Linked DNA regions of Zea mays: regions 1 and 2 are each linked to region 3. Evidence: chromatin contacts called from public Hi-C data. All regions are on one chromosome and are shown on one strand. Each heading gives the region's core, a stretch centred on a gene start, on an enhancer-like site or on the middle of the called end of the contact. The rest is flanking DNA. Distances are from core to core; before and after follow the strand shown. Region 1 holds the start of LOC103650922. Region 2 holds the start of LOC103650928 (extradiol ring-cleavage dioxygenase). Region 3 holds the start of LOC103652370 (homeobox-leucine zipper protein HOX10).

The links. Hi-C and Micro-C count contacts between places; a contact is called where the count stands out from the background.
Region 1: a contact with region 3 is called in a Hi-C map of endosperm, with 3 times the contacts expected there. The contact joins the promoter of LOC103650922 here to the promoter of LOC103652370 in region 3. A contact is called at or near these places in 9 of 25 Hi-C or Micro-C datasets (bundle sheath, ear, endosperm and 3 more).
Region 2: a contact with region 3 is called in a Hi-C map of tassel, with 2.2 times the contacts expected there. The contact joins the promoter of LOC103650928 here to the promoter of LOC103652370 in region 3. A contact is called at or near these places in 3 of 25 Hi-C or Micro-C datasets (ear, leaf and tassel).

Annotation. Positions count from the first base shown.
Region 1 is chr3:176,619,396-176,623,734 of Zm-B73-REFERENCE-NAM-5.0, forward strand. It overlaps LOC103650922, which reads right to left and starts at 1,297. Exons shown (of 3, transcript XM_008676517.4): 1 at 1-1,297. The coding sequence starts at 1,270.
Region 2 is chr3:176,996,027-177,000,672 of Zm-B73-REFERENCE-NAM-5.0, forward strand. It overlaps LOC103650928 (extradiol ring-cleavage dioxygenase), which reads left to right and starts at 1,967. Exons shown (of 3, transcript XM_008676524.3): 1 at 1,967-2,760; 2 at 4,258-4,628. The coding sequence starts at 2,365. LOC100278150 reads right to left here and starts at 2,897. Exons shown (of 1, transcript NM_001151519.1): 1 at 696-2,897. The coding sequence starts at 1,472. The coding sequence ends at 852.
Region 3 is chr3:176,798,434-176,802,642 of Zm-B73-REFERENCE-NAM-5.0, forward strand. LOC103652370 (homeobox-leucine zipper protein HOX10) reads left to right here and starts at 1,409. Exons shown (of 5, transcript XM_008677972.1): 1 at 1,409-1,587. The coding sequence starts at 1,409.

The DNA of each region.
Region 1 (4,339 bases), core at 47-2,546, 180 kb before region 3:
CCGCACTTCTCCTCTGACGTACTACCTCCTGCACTGTTAATTCCTTATACAATCCTTTGGACAAGGCTGGACTCTTCTGCCATGGCATCACAAAGAACCGTTCCCCCGGTGCAGGGCCATGCTTCTTAACTTGCTCTGCTGTGCGGTATATCACATCCCACACCACATGATCATTACTAAGTGCATTTGCCTTCCCCACCCACTCCAGCCCATCGAACACCTTCAGCTCCTCACTAATTCTACCATAGTCGACCTCCGGCTCAGACCCAACTGGGAATAGCAGAACCGCGCAATCTGGATGCTGCCGCTCCACCCACCGCGCCTTACCCTTGACCACTTTGTTAAGGAGCCCCTCCGGAACTGCAGCCGGGCTCCCTTTCTCCACCCCAACGAGCCTCCCGAGGTCCTCGTCCGACAGCCCGTCTAGTAAACGCGCGTCCCAACCCAGCGTGGCCGCGGCCAAGGCAACCGCTGCGAGCGCGTGCCCCACGTCATGGTTGCAGTACCGCAGCGCCCGCTCTCCATACTTCCACGCCTCTCGCCAGAAGACTGACGATAGAGCCAGGATCGCCATCCCCGGCGCAGACAGAATCGCGGAACAATCCCTAATTGGTGCGGTAGCACGGGCCTCGAGGAGATGGTCGCGGGGCGCGTAGTGCGCGATGGCGAGGCGGTCGACCTCTCGCGGATGCGGGAAGACCAGGTGGGCCTCGGTGGGGTGCAGGTTGCCGCTGCTGGGGTTAACGCGGAGCGACCAGGTTGAGAGGCCCGCGGACTTCCAGGCGGAGAGCGCGAGGGAGTGGAAGAGCAGCGCAGAGAGGGAGTCGAGGGTGAGCGGCTGCGGCGGCGGGGGTGGGGAGTGGAAGAGAGCAGGGTAGGGGACGGGGGCGAGCGGAGGTGGGTTGGGGAGCGGTAATGGCGGTGCGGGGGAGAAACGGAGGAAGGGGTTGGGCTGGTTGGCCCAGTCGAGGCGGCCCGGACCGCGCGCGTAACCGGCGGTGGGACTGTGCTTGGTGCGGCAGTGGTAGTCGGCGGCCGCGGAGGTGGAGGTGGAGGAAGAGGGGGAAGAGGAGGTGGACATGGCGACACAGCCCAGGGCAGCGAGAGGGAAGCTGCGGCGCGGGCGCGACAAGAGGTGGTGGCGGTGGCGGAGGAGCATTTCTTCGAGCGGGCGCGGCAAAGATGTGTCCGCCGGAGGAACGGGTGGAAGGATGCGGAAGGTTCTCCAACTTGTTCCTGGATTTTTTTTTCCTTTCTTTGATTGAAGCATTGAACTGCATGTTAGACCGTCGCCAGCGAGATAATTGCCATTATGGAAGAAGAGAGAAGCGGTTTCGACGAAATGGAGGCGTTGGCGTTGGCTTCTCTGTTTTGGAGACGCAGACGACAGACAAACTCTAAAATAGATACGAAACACTCACTTAGGCTGCACAATTCTCTGTTTTGGAGACGCAGACGACAGACAAACTCTAAAATAGATACGAAACACTCACTTAGGCTGCACAAACAGGTATCAGTGTCCTTTCACCGTTTACCGTCGCCGTGCTCAGACGCCGTCTGGCGTCGTCTTCTTCTCTCCGTCGCTTCTCCTCTGTCGCAGAATTAGAGTGCTCTCGGGGCTGGACATCTCAAGCTCCATCCTTCCATATGCCTGGTTCCTGCTCCCAGCGCCCCTCAAGCTCCATCGCACCGAGTAGCTCCCCTGCTCGCCATGGATGTGCGCCGAGCTCCTCGCGCGGGCCAAGAGCTCCCCTGCTCCCATGGCGGCTGAGCTCCCTGGCTCGGTCCTGCTCGCCCCAGCGGCCGCTCCTCTTTCCTCCTCCCATTTCTCAGCGCGTCGTGGTCTTCCCCAAGCTCCCTTCCATGGCGTCCTCCCTGCGCGCGCAAAGTCCCTGCGCTCGCCGGCGCCTGCTCCTTGGAGTCCCCTACGCCCGGCCATGGTCACCGCGAGCCGTGAAATTCCCTGCGCGCCTGCCCCCATGCCGAGCTCGGCCCCTGGCTTCTCTGCTGCGCGCACGCGGTTTCCTCGCTCCTCCCTCATCCCGTTTCTCTCCCTGTTGCGCGCGCTTGAGCGCCCTGGCGTTCGCCATGGCCACCGCGCCGTGGAACTCTGCGCGCTCGGGCCCTGCTCGCTCCCTATGCTCGCGCCCAGCCGAAGTTTCCTGCACGTGCTCGTCGGCCAGAGCTCCTAGCTCGCATCCCTCCAGCTCGTCAGCCGTGTGCCCAGTCTCCAACTCCTTCCCTGTCGCGCCGTCGTCGAGTACCTTGCGGCGCCCTGCTCCCATTTGCTCGTCTCCATGGCTGCGCAGCAGACCGTGATGCTCCAGCTCGGCCTGCGTGCCGCTGCGCTCGCCCATGGTGGCGCATCCCTCTCCCAGCCGTCGAATCCCGCCGTCCGCGCTCTGTCCAGTCCCCAGCTCGGTTTTCCTCGGTCGCGGACACCGTCGCGCTCGGGCCCTCCAGATACGCACGTACACGTATCTTGCCAGCCGTAGCCATTGACTCTCTCACTGGGGTTCACTCCTCTTGCGTGTGTGGTTTCCTTGCAGTTGGGTACGGGCCCTACTTCGGCAAGAAGGTGGATCCGGAGCCCGGGCGGTGCCGGCGTACGGACGGCAAGAAATTTCTGGATTGGGGATGCTGGCTGCGTGAACAAGATACGGCGGCGCCATGCTTTTGACGGCGTGAGCACGGAGTGAATTTAATGTTGACACTAGAGCTAAATCTCTGTCTGTTGTCCATATCAGGAAGAGTCTGTCGCCTGCGTCTCTAAAACAGAGAAGCCAACGCCAACGCCTCCATTTCGTCGAAACCGCTTCTCTCTTCTTCCATAATGGCAATTATCTCGTCGCCAGCAGCTTGCGGAGTGGACTGCGCATGCGCAAATTGAGTAAAAAAATGTAACTGTTCACACTGCAGCAGTCCTCGCATGCGCATGCGGAAAATGAGCGAACGGCCTAGACGCTGCGGAAATTCGCGCGTTCTCTCTCCATCTCTCATCCTGTGAACCATTCTATATTTGCGACACGTGTGCTACAGGGAGATGTTTTGCATTGAATCCGCATTCAAGTCCGCAAGCTGCTGGAACGATCAACATTTTTGCGCATGCAAAGTAATGGGCTCCACGGACGATATTGCGCGAACAACGCATCCGCAGCGGAGAGCTGCTGGCGACGGTCTTAGGGCCTGACTGTTCAAATTAGGGTTGTTTAAATTCACTAAAACTAATAATTAGTTGTATAAAAAATGGCGTGAAGTTATGAGATGAGTGGGGTCGCCGCTCAAGAAATAAAGGTTGCCACTTAGAGCACACAATTTCATGCCTCTATTCGTAAGATTGTTCGCTGTGTTTTATACATTATTTTGTCGTTATGTATTATAACTATGGATTGTATTGTAGTTCGAACAGCTGCAACTACACATATCTCGCCATCGATGAGTGTTTTGACTCTATGGATTACAACTACATAATAGTCGAACAACTTCTACAGTATTTTGTCTCTATGGATTACAAATACAGAGCAGCCAAATGGACTGTTGTAGCTATATTTCATAGAGACAAAATATTGTATAAGCCGCAGACAGATTAAAGCTGCAGCAAGCCGCAACGAACAAGTCGTTCATAAAGACAAAATATTGTAGAAGTTGTAATTCATAGAGACAAAATACTAATGAAATTAGCTAGCTAACAAATATCTAGCAAACTATTAGTTAATTTGCTAAAAATAGATAATAGTTAAAATATTAGCTAACATGTTGATGTATTTAGCTAATGTTAGTAGCTAACTATTAGCTCGAAACTAGTTAGGGCCTATTTGGCAACAATGTTTATCAAAATCATGGTTTTAAAATACTACATTTTATAATTATCATGAATACATTAGTTTTAGCAGCTCCAAATATACCATGGTTTTGAAAAACATTATTTTGATATAACATTTTAAACCATGGTATTAGACAAAAGTTAGTCATACCATGAAAACTTTTGGTTGAAATGGAGTTTTCAATACTCCAAAAAATCATGTTGTGAAAACATAGTTTTTAGAAATACAACCAAACACCTCGTGACATGAAATACTATGATATTATCCAAAATCATGGTATTACATAGAAACGGTAAAAAATACTTCACTCCTAAACAGGTCCTAACTTGTGTGCGCTTTGTGTTGTTAGCGCCCGGGACGCTACTACAGAAGGAGAATGTGTGGGGAGGAAGAAGAAGGCGCTAGTAAGGAAGAAAGGCTGGTATGCAGATAAGTGTTTTCTTCTTTCTTGCCTTTCCCCACGTCCACACAATATATGTATCTAATTATGACATGGGCTTATACATCAAAATTTC
Region 2 (4,646 bases), core at 717-3,216, 200 kb after region 3:
TGGAAGACATGGTGAAAACGGATCTGGCTTTGGTACCAGATGTATTTGTCATAGGGAACCTCTATGGGTTTGTGTTTCATATATAGTGTTGTACATAATACAATCACAACAACCATATCCACAATATCTGATACAATTGTACCTTACCATCTATAGTATCGACCATACCTAAATTGTGTTACTTGACTTGTTTACATGTTGTCGTAGCCGATACAGGAAAGAATTGATGAAACTGCAGCTGATAAACGAACCGTGGAATCAGGTCTAGCAGCAATGTGTTAGGATTTGTACTCATGACGATTGTTCGGTTTGCCACCAAACCTTTTTTTATTAGAGCTCCAAGGCTGATGTCTAGGCCGTCTTGATTTGTTAAATCTCACAAGATTGGAACCTTTTACCTGACATAAGGTGTTTGATGGCATCCACTTTTATAGGTGTTATGGTGTGCTCAAGTGCCAACTTGATCTAGAACTAAGACCATATCCAACAGTTTACCATATGGTTACACAAAACACTGGTTTGCATGGTTATGTATTATAGACTGTAATGTTCGTAGAGTGAACTTTAAATATAGTGATGATAATGAGTAAGCTGTCCAATAAAAAAACAAAAATTTCGCTAATCGAGTCAAATACCTAAGTTTATGAGTTTATGACAATTGAGCCCGGGCAACTGTAGCATCAACAAATCATCAATGGAAAATATGGTTTTATATATAAGAAAATGTTACCAAACTATTTTCAACTTTATTGTGCGCTCTAAAATTAGATAAAAGATTCACGCCGTGTACGACAAAATAATAATAAAATGAGCACACTTGTAGGACGTTGCAGTGGTAGCTATACTAGTATTCACGCTTTACGTGGAACGGGAGCGTAGTGGGCGTATGGAGGCCAGTACAAGTGAAGCTCCATCTTGTACGTCACCGTTCGTCCTCGCAAGTCCACCGGCGAGGACCGGACGTATCCCAGCGCGTACGCGAAGTCGCCGGTGCCACCCACCACCGGGTAGTCGGACGGCTTGGTGTTGTAGGTGCCCCCAAGGACCGAGACGGAGCCCCGGTGGCCGCGGTGGTGGACCGTGATCTTGGCCAGCGACATGCTCTGCAGCCCGTCGAGGCTGGTGGTGATGGAGGTCCCCTCCGCGACGCCCGCCACCCGGGAGTCCCTGTCCGCGCGCACCGTCAGGTCGTCGCGGAAGACGTAGATGGTGCCGAAGGGCGTGGTGGTCTGGCTGACGCCCGCGCCCGCGACGCCGTCCACCACGATGTAGCCGGTCCTGTTGATGGTCTCGTGCTGGTACAGCGTGAAGCTGAGCGTCTTCCCGTGCCCGTCTCGGCTCTCGGTTTTGTTCTTCGGCGTCGCAGCTGCTACTGCTACAGGCGGGATCTGAAACTGGAGGCGGTGGAGAAAGGCCACCAACACGCAGAGCAGCAAGCCCCTGGCACTGGCAGCGCTCGTCGTAGCTGCCATGGTAAAACCGAAAGATCGCTACTGGATTATTATGCCTCCTCACTTGTGGCTTATCGTGGAGTTTGGAGCTTTTATGCACTGCAGCCTGGCAGCCAGAATGGACTAGCGATAGATTCTCAAACAGCTGATCTTGACGAAAAAAAATGACGGATCGAGACACTGGACATTCGGTCGCCGTCGGAGTAAACCTGATCATCTAGATGGTAGACTTTTGGTGGAAGACACCGTTCTTTCTCTCTCTGAACTCTGAAGACTCGTGACCTGCCGTGCGACGTCCTGATACCAACTGCGGCTGTGTACCAGGTCGACGGGGAGATCGGATTTGCTCCGTAAATACGCACTGATGCGGTTGCTTATATGTCAGTGCGTTTGAAGTCTTCTTTTTCATCTTTCTCTCTTTTTGGTTTTTTAGGCGCACCTTTCTCTCATTTTAGTGAGAGTAGTTCTTTTCCTTTCCTAGACCCAAACCCAAGCAGACCTGTGGGCCGTGGCCTTGCTCGAGACCAACAGCAAATTTCGGCTGTGCCTTTGTATGTCCTAACAAGCCCATAGTGGAAGACCGGCCCGGTCCACGAAACCTGTTCTCTCCTGTTAACGATTCCATAGAAATACGCCGTCGTGCGTCATTGCTTACACGATAGTGACCACGCACGCCGCGGGCCGGCAAACCGTACCGTCGCCGGAAGATTCGTATTGCTTGCTGCGTTTCGACTTTGGATTGGACCCGTCCCCTTGCGACCAACCGAACCGCCCCTCAATCGTCTCTCTGAATCATCCCTCTCGCACTCTCGCGCTGCACGTGCTCTCCTCCACGGGCCACCACCACAAACCAAACGCGAGCGCGACGCACGCGCGCAAAAAGAAGATCCAGCGCAGCGAGCGCGACGACATAATGGGGCAGAGCCAGGGGAGAGCGGGCAGAGCCAAACCAGAGACGCGGCACGCGACGCGGGAGGGCGAGCAGCAGCGGCGGCGCGGCGACATCGCGAGGCCAGGGCCAGAAGCAACAGCCGAGGAGGGGCAGCAGAGGCGACCGCCGAGAGTCCCGGCCACCATGGACACCTTCTTCCTATCGCACGGCTCGCCCACGCTCTCCATCGACGACAGTATCCCGGCGCGGCACTTCTTCAAGTCATGGGTGCCGGCGAAGGTCGCGGGCGACCAGCCCCCGCGCGCCATCCTCGTCGTCTCGGGACACTGGGAGACGGCCACGCCGGCGGTCAACGTCATCCGCGGCAGCAACGACACCATCTACGACTTCTATGGCTTTCCCAAGCCCATGTACCAGGTGCGCTCGATGCCTACCTACCACCGTACTCCCTCCCTTTCTCCGCTCCCCGCGAATCCGTTGGGAAGCCTCACCGTTTTAGCAGATGACCCAGTGCGTCAAAATTAGGTTGGTAACATTGCGTCTCGGACTCTCTCGGTGGGTCCTTGTTTTCCTCTGCTCAGTGCTTTTGAGTCACCCCCACCAGATCATGGTCCGGTCCAATGCAGGTGCAGAAATGGGGATTCTTGTCGCGAATCATGAGACCATGCGCCTTTTTTTTATCCTGAAACAAGGATCGCTAGAGCCAGTGACCAATGTTCTGGTGAAATCAACATGAAAATCAGATGTGAACAGGCCATTGGGGAAAGTTGCCGGCCTAGAGCTTACGGTAGTTCTACAAAAATGAATCTGCATATGTAGATATCTACCTGACCTGAATAGGTAGTGAGATGCTTGATAGCTTGCTTGTCAGCAGCAAACTTAGGGGCAGTGAAGCTTGATGGCCCATGCGCATCGAAGTAGGTAAGGTGCGGTTGCCGCTAGCATTTACCGAATTGACTACATTATATAGCCTGGCCGGATTCTGTATTTCTCTTTTATGATCTCAAAGTTAAAAAAAAAAGAAGAAGAAGAAAGTAAAGAAAGGCATCTTTGCCAGTAAGGTGCGTTTTTTCTGTGATGTATGCCTACTGAATTCTCTCACGAGCAGTTGTTTTAATAGTATTCACAGTTTAGCTAGTGTTACATAGTACTTTAGCACCTGAATTTCATAATACTGTATAATGGTTGAGTCTTGAGATATCATATATGCATCCAGGATTAAGACTTTAGGTGCCCTCTAGGTCCCCAACCTTGTTTGATCTGACGTTAATTGAAATTTTGTAGTTTGATATATATATTTTTTGCGCTTAACTTAGTTTAGTTAAAAACAATTTATTCTTTTTTTAGGTACGTGTTTAGCCTCCATGTTTCCATTCCACTTATTAGGTAGAGACATCCACCAGCTTGTCTTTAGGTTCTATTTTACGACTGGTTGGTAGCTTATGCTTCTAGATAACGTGGCTTCAGTGAGCAGGTAGGTTGGTAGTAGCTAATATAATTCTGTACTTGGGATATTGCAAATCTCCGGGGCCCCACAATCATACCATAGACTATAAGCAGCTGTCGATTTCACCTCTAGAAGATGTAAATGTAAGTTCTAACTTCTGCAGCACTAATGCGGATTAGCGTAATTTGCTATCATATCACATCTCTGAAACTTTCTGAATGAAATCGCTATACCTTTTATGCTTGACCAAACACAGTGTGTTAATTTACAAACGGAAATGTTTACCGCTGCTGCTGCAATAAATAAATAAATAATCGATGGAGCAGCTAGTAAAACACTGGTTGTGGTTGTGGTTGATGATGTTTGTAGCAAGCAGCTCATTCAGTCTTGTCGACATCATGCTTCAATTGGTCTGAAGTCCAAAGTTTCCCCGCTGATCCTGAATAAACTCTTTTGTCCCGTTCCAGCTCAAGTACCCCGCTCCGGGCGCTCCGGACTTGGCCCTGCGGACCGTAGAGCTCCTGGAGCAAGCCGGGTTCGGCCCCGTGAAGCAGGACCACAGCCGCGGGCTCGACCACGGCGCCTGGGTGCCGCTGATGCTCATGTACCCGGACGCCAGCATCCCCGTGTGCCAGCTCTCGGTGCAGACCGACCGCGACGGCACGTACCACTACAACCTCGGCAAGGCGCTGGCGCCCCTGCGGGAGGAAGGCACCCTCATCATCGGCTCCGGCAGCGCCACGCACAACCTGCGCAAGATTAGCCCGTCCGACGCGCCCGTGCCGCAGTGGGCCGCCGAGTTCGACACCTGGCTCAAGGACTCGCTTCTCAACGGAAGGTGAACCTGAAACGAAAC
Region 3 (4,209 bases), core at 159-2,658:
ATGTGGCGTGCATGCGTTCTGCCGTCGCGAGGCGAGGGTACCATAGCAAGAGGATAATGCGTTGGGCAGGGGCAGGCACAGCCACAGGAGGATAAGGATAATGTGATCAGCTGGTTAGATTAGGAATCTGCTTACTCGTGTCGGTATGCAGCAGTGTGCATCTTCTCTCCTCCACCCTACTAAGCCCCCAAATTCCTGTTCAAATTAAATGTAATCAACCAGTTAACCATCAAGGCTTGTACGTGTCGTGAGCGTACATGTCGTTCTGGTTTTTTGCTGCGAACGAACGAAGCACCCGGGTCAGCTGGCACTGCACCAAACAATATTTGGCCTTGGAAGTGGAAACAGTAGTAGGTGCGTTGACCTGGCCGAAATGTGCCGAGCACGTGCCTGCTTCGCTGAATTCACCGAGCGGTGTTGGTTTGGTGTGGACGGTTTGACTCGATGCCTTTCGTGGGGTGTCAGGGGCCAACTCTGACCGTGCTTATCGAACACACAATTAATGCGGTGATATAGGAGGCGCGTATATATATGCGTTGGCGTTGAAGTGTGTGGATTGTGGCTGCTAGCTCCAATTAGTAGGCCGCGTTAGGCCGAAACTAACCGGACAAGCAAGGCGAAGAAGAAAGAAAAAATACGTGGCGACGCCGACGCGAAGTTGACTGACCCCCTCGGCCCTCGGCATGCATGTCACAGTTCGCACGTAACTGGTCTATGGCTCACCAGCCAGGACTCTTCGGTGTCTATTCGTCTCAAAACTGGTGAAGTGGGGTTGCGTTCATCCGGAGACGGGACCGAGCTGAACCCCACGGGCCTCCGTCGAAATCGCAGGCACTGTTGGCATGTAGCAATCGCCACGCTCTTCTGTGGATGCCTTAGGGCATGTACAATGGTGTTTAATGTGGAGACTCTTAATGTGTTTAAGGGGTGTATTTGCAAAAAAATCTTAGAGCGATCTCTCCGTGAAGAGACGCCTCTGGCTCGTAAACCAAGTAGTAACAGACACCTCACTTCCTATCGTACGAATTTGTCGTCTGTTCTATCGATCTGCTGTTGTACAAATGCATTTAATTTTGTATTTATTAGTAGACTGCATTTATAGACACTCCATTGTATAATAGAGTCTCTTAGTTGTCTCTTGTGCTTGGAGAACCGTTTTGATGTCTCTCCACTGTACATGCCCTTATATCCGCTCTTGGTTCTGGCTCGTTTTCCAGGTGGCGTGCACCGACGTAGGTGCTCCCACTCGCACCCGGTACCCGGCTAGCAGGTGAGGTGACCCACACACGCACCCTGGCCTGGGCACCGACGCACGCAGGTTCAAAATATTCTCGGCTGGCTCCCGTCCGTCTGACTCTGCCCTGCCTGGAGGATCCGCTGTCGCCTGGGCACGCGCGGACGGGCACCCATGCCGCGCACGGAAATCTGTGAAGAAACGCGCTTCCCCGTGCCTTCGAGGAAGAGCTGGAGTGAGCTGCACCTGCACGGGGTCAGCCCAGCCGTGCCAGCCATCCACATGGTGTCGCAGTCACGCACCCGTGGCGAGGTCATCAGGGAGTCCGCGTCAGACACGGGTCAGGGAAGAAGGTCTCTATCTGTCTCTCAATCGTACCGCCATTCACGCCAGACGTAAATGGACGGAGAGTTGAGCACGGCAGGAAAACGACCTTTTCAAGTAGAGTAGCTAGTACTGGCAGAAGCAGATCCTGATGGTGTCAATCGGCCTATTCACTTGGTCACCACGTACTGTATATAGGAGCCGCTCTCTTTCTCCACAGCAGACCGTTGAGTAAAGACGACGAGGAAGTTCATCGAGTGCGGCCGGCCGCGACATGGCAAAATCTGGTGCCGCACATCGCAACGCAGTTTAGTACGTTGTTGCTTCTCATCAAATCTCAAACGCTGCTCGGCTGCTGTACTGTACTGCGAGCCATGGTGCTGACAAAATCGCCTTCCGTGTGCTTCTTCCATCCCCATCAGACTCTCCTCTCACTCTGCCGCGGAGCGATAAGAACGCGCGGCCAATTTTCTAGTCGATGCCAGCGGAGCCGTGCTCGTCGTTTCCATCCTCGGCTGTCACATGCATCCATCCACGACCACGCGAGAGGAATCCAATCTAGCCAGAGCCAGCTTTGTTCCATATATGATGTGGATCGCGTGTCCCGTTCGTATTCCAATCAGTCGGGACGGCTGCAAGAAATTGCCCCGCGCGCTCGTCATGGCTGGGGGACACCAAATCATAGGCTTGGTGTCTACTCCCCCATCCTGCTGATCTCCGTGGCAAAGCCATGCATTGTTTGATTGCGTCCACGGTATAGAGCAAGAGCATTATCACCACCTGCAATTATAGTTCTGAAGAAACAGTTCAGTTCCGTCATGGGTTCCACGCGCGCTGGCTGCATATATAACAGCCACGATTTCCGATCTCGGACATACAGTCATACACGCTTCTGTTCCCTTGCGGCGGAGATTGTCCTAACCGTTTGACGCTCGTAATAACCGTGTTAACTAGTTTGGTATGCAGAGCCACAAATCAATAGTACACTGTGCGACGATTTCGGATATCTCCAGACACCCAGGCGGGGGAGGGCTCTGTCCGGCCGACCGTGTCGTTAGTATTGCCAGATGGATCACGAGCGCTGATAGCGCATTATGCCGATCGTATCTGCGCCTGAGCCGCAGCCGGATTCATCAGTGCTACTATATTCTAAAAAATGCTGGCCCTCAGCTCGTTTTAATTAATGTCCTTCTCGCTCACTGAACAAGCGCCGCAGCGCAGCGCAGATAAACAAAGCCATCCGTGCGATCTGATCTGACCCCCGCGCCATGCACGTCCAGATTCCATCTGTGGCGCGCGCTAGCACTAGCAGCGCGATATGACCGGGATGCCAACCTGTGTGATGTTTTATTTGCATTGTGCTTGAGTACGTCCGACCGGGAGTGGGAGGAGTCTGATCGATGCCCTGTCCCGCGGAGGACACAGTCACAGAGCTGGCCAAGCTATCAGAAGTACAATAATGAACTCGACACATAAAGAAGTAAAGTGAATAGACTTTCACGTAAGAGCCAGGGCGCTTCAAGATAAAAAGATGAAAACAATACATTCATCTAATAGCCAACCTTAGAACCAGCTTTATTATATGAGCGTGTTTATTGTTAGTTTTAGATGACATAGTAAGTAGTTACATCCAACAATAGACTCTATTATTAAACTTGCTATCATGATTCTTGGCACAGAGAAGAAAAAAAAAACCATTCCGGATTTTGACCCCGGTGGCAGCGATCTGCCGGTGCCCGCGTGAATAAGCGACGCCCGTTAAGCCCTCTTTTTTACACTAAAACGTGCTTACCGGCCCGCATAGCCCGCTTTTCGGCCTGCTTTTTTCGTGCTAAACGGGCCGACTCGGCCCGTTTAGGCCCGATGCGGGCCGGACTCGGACAGGAAATTAAGCCCGCGTGCCTAGACGGCCCGGCCCGGTTTTATAACCGTGCCTGACGGGCCGGGCTTCACCGGGCCCGGGCCGGCCCGGGTCGGGCGGCCCATTTGGACATCTCTAGGCCGGAGTGCCGCACTACACCAAAATTATACACTTCCTACGGTTTTTTAACTTCCTACAGCTTTTATAACAAACCGTAGGAAATAAATAACTTCCGAGAGGCAACTGGTAGCTCTAGGAAATAAACATAACTTCCTACGGTATTTTATAAAAGCCGTCGGAAGTTAAAAAACCGTAGAAAGTTAGATAACTTCCTATGGCCTCCTCTAGAAAGTTAGGTTTCAGCTGTTTAGCAGTCAAACGAAAAGCTAACTTCCTACGACCTCCTCTAGGAAGTTAGGTTTCATCTGTTTACCAGTAAAACGAAAAGCTAACTTCCTACGGCCTCCTCTAGGAAGTTAGGTTTCAGGTGTTGACCAGTCAAACAAAAATCTAACTTCCTACGGCCGACTCTAGGAAGTTAGCTGCCCAGCTAACTTCCTACGACCTCCTCTAAGAAGTTAGGTTTCAGCTGTTGACCAGTCAAACGAAAATCTAACTTCCTACGGCCGGCTCTATGAAGTTAGCTGCCCAGCTAACTTCATACGGCCTCCTCTAGAAAGTTAGGTTTCAGCTGTTGACCAGTCAAACGAAAATCTAACTTTCTACGGCCGACTCTAGGAAGTTACATAACTTCCTAGAATAAATGTACAAACTCTAGGAAGTTATGTAA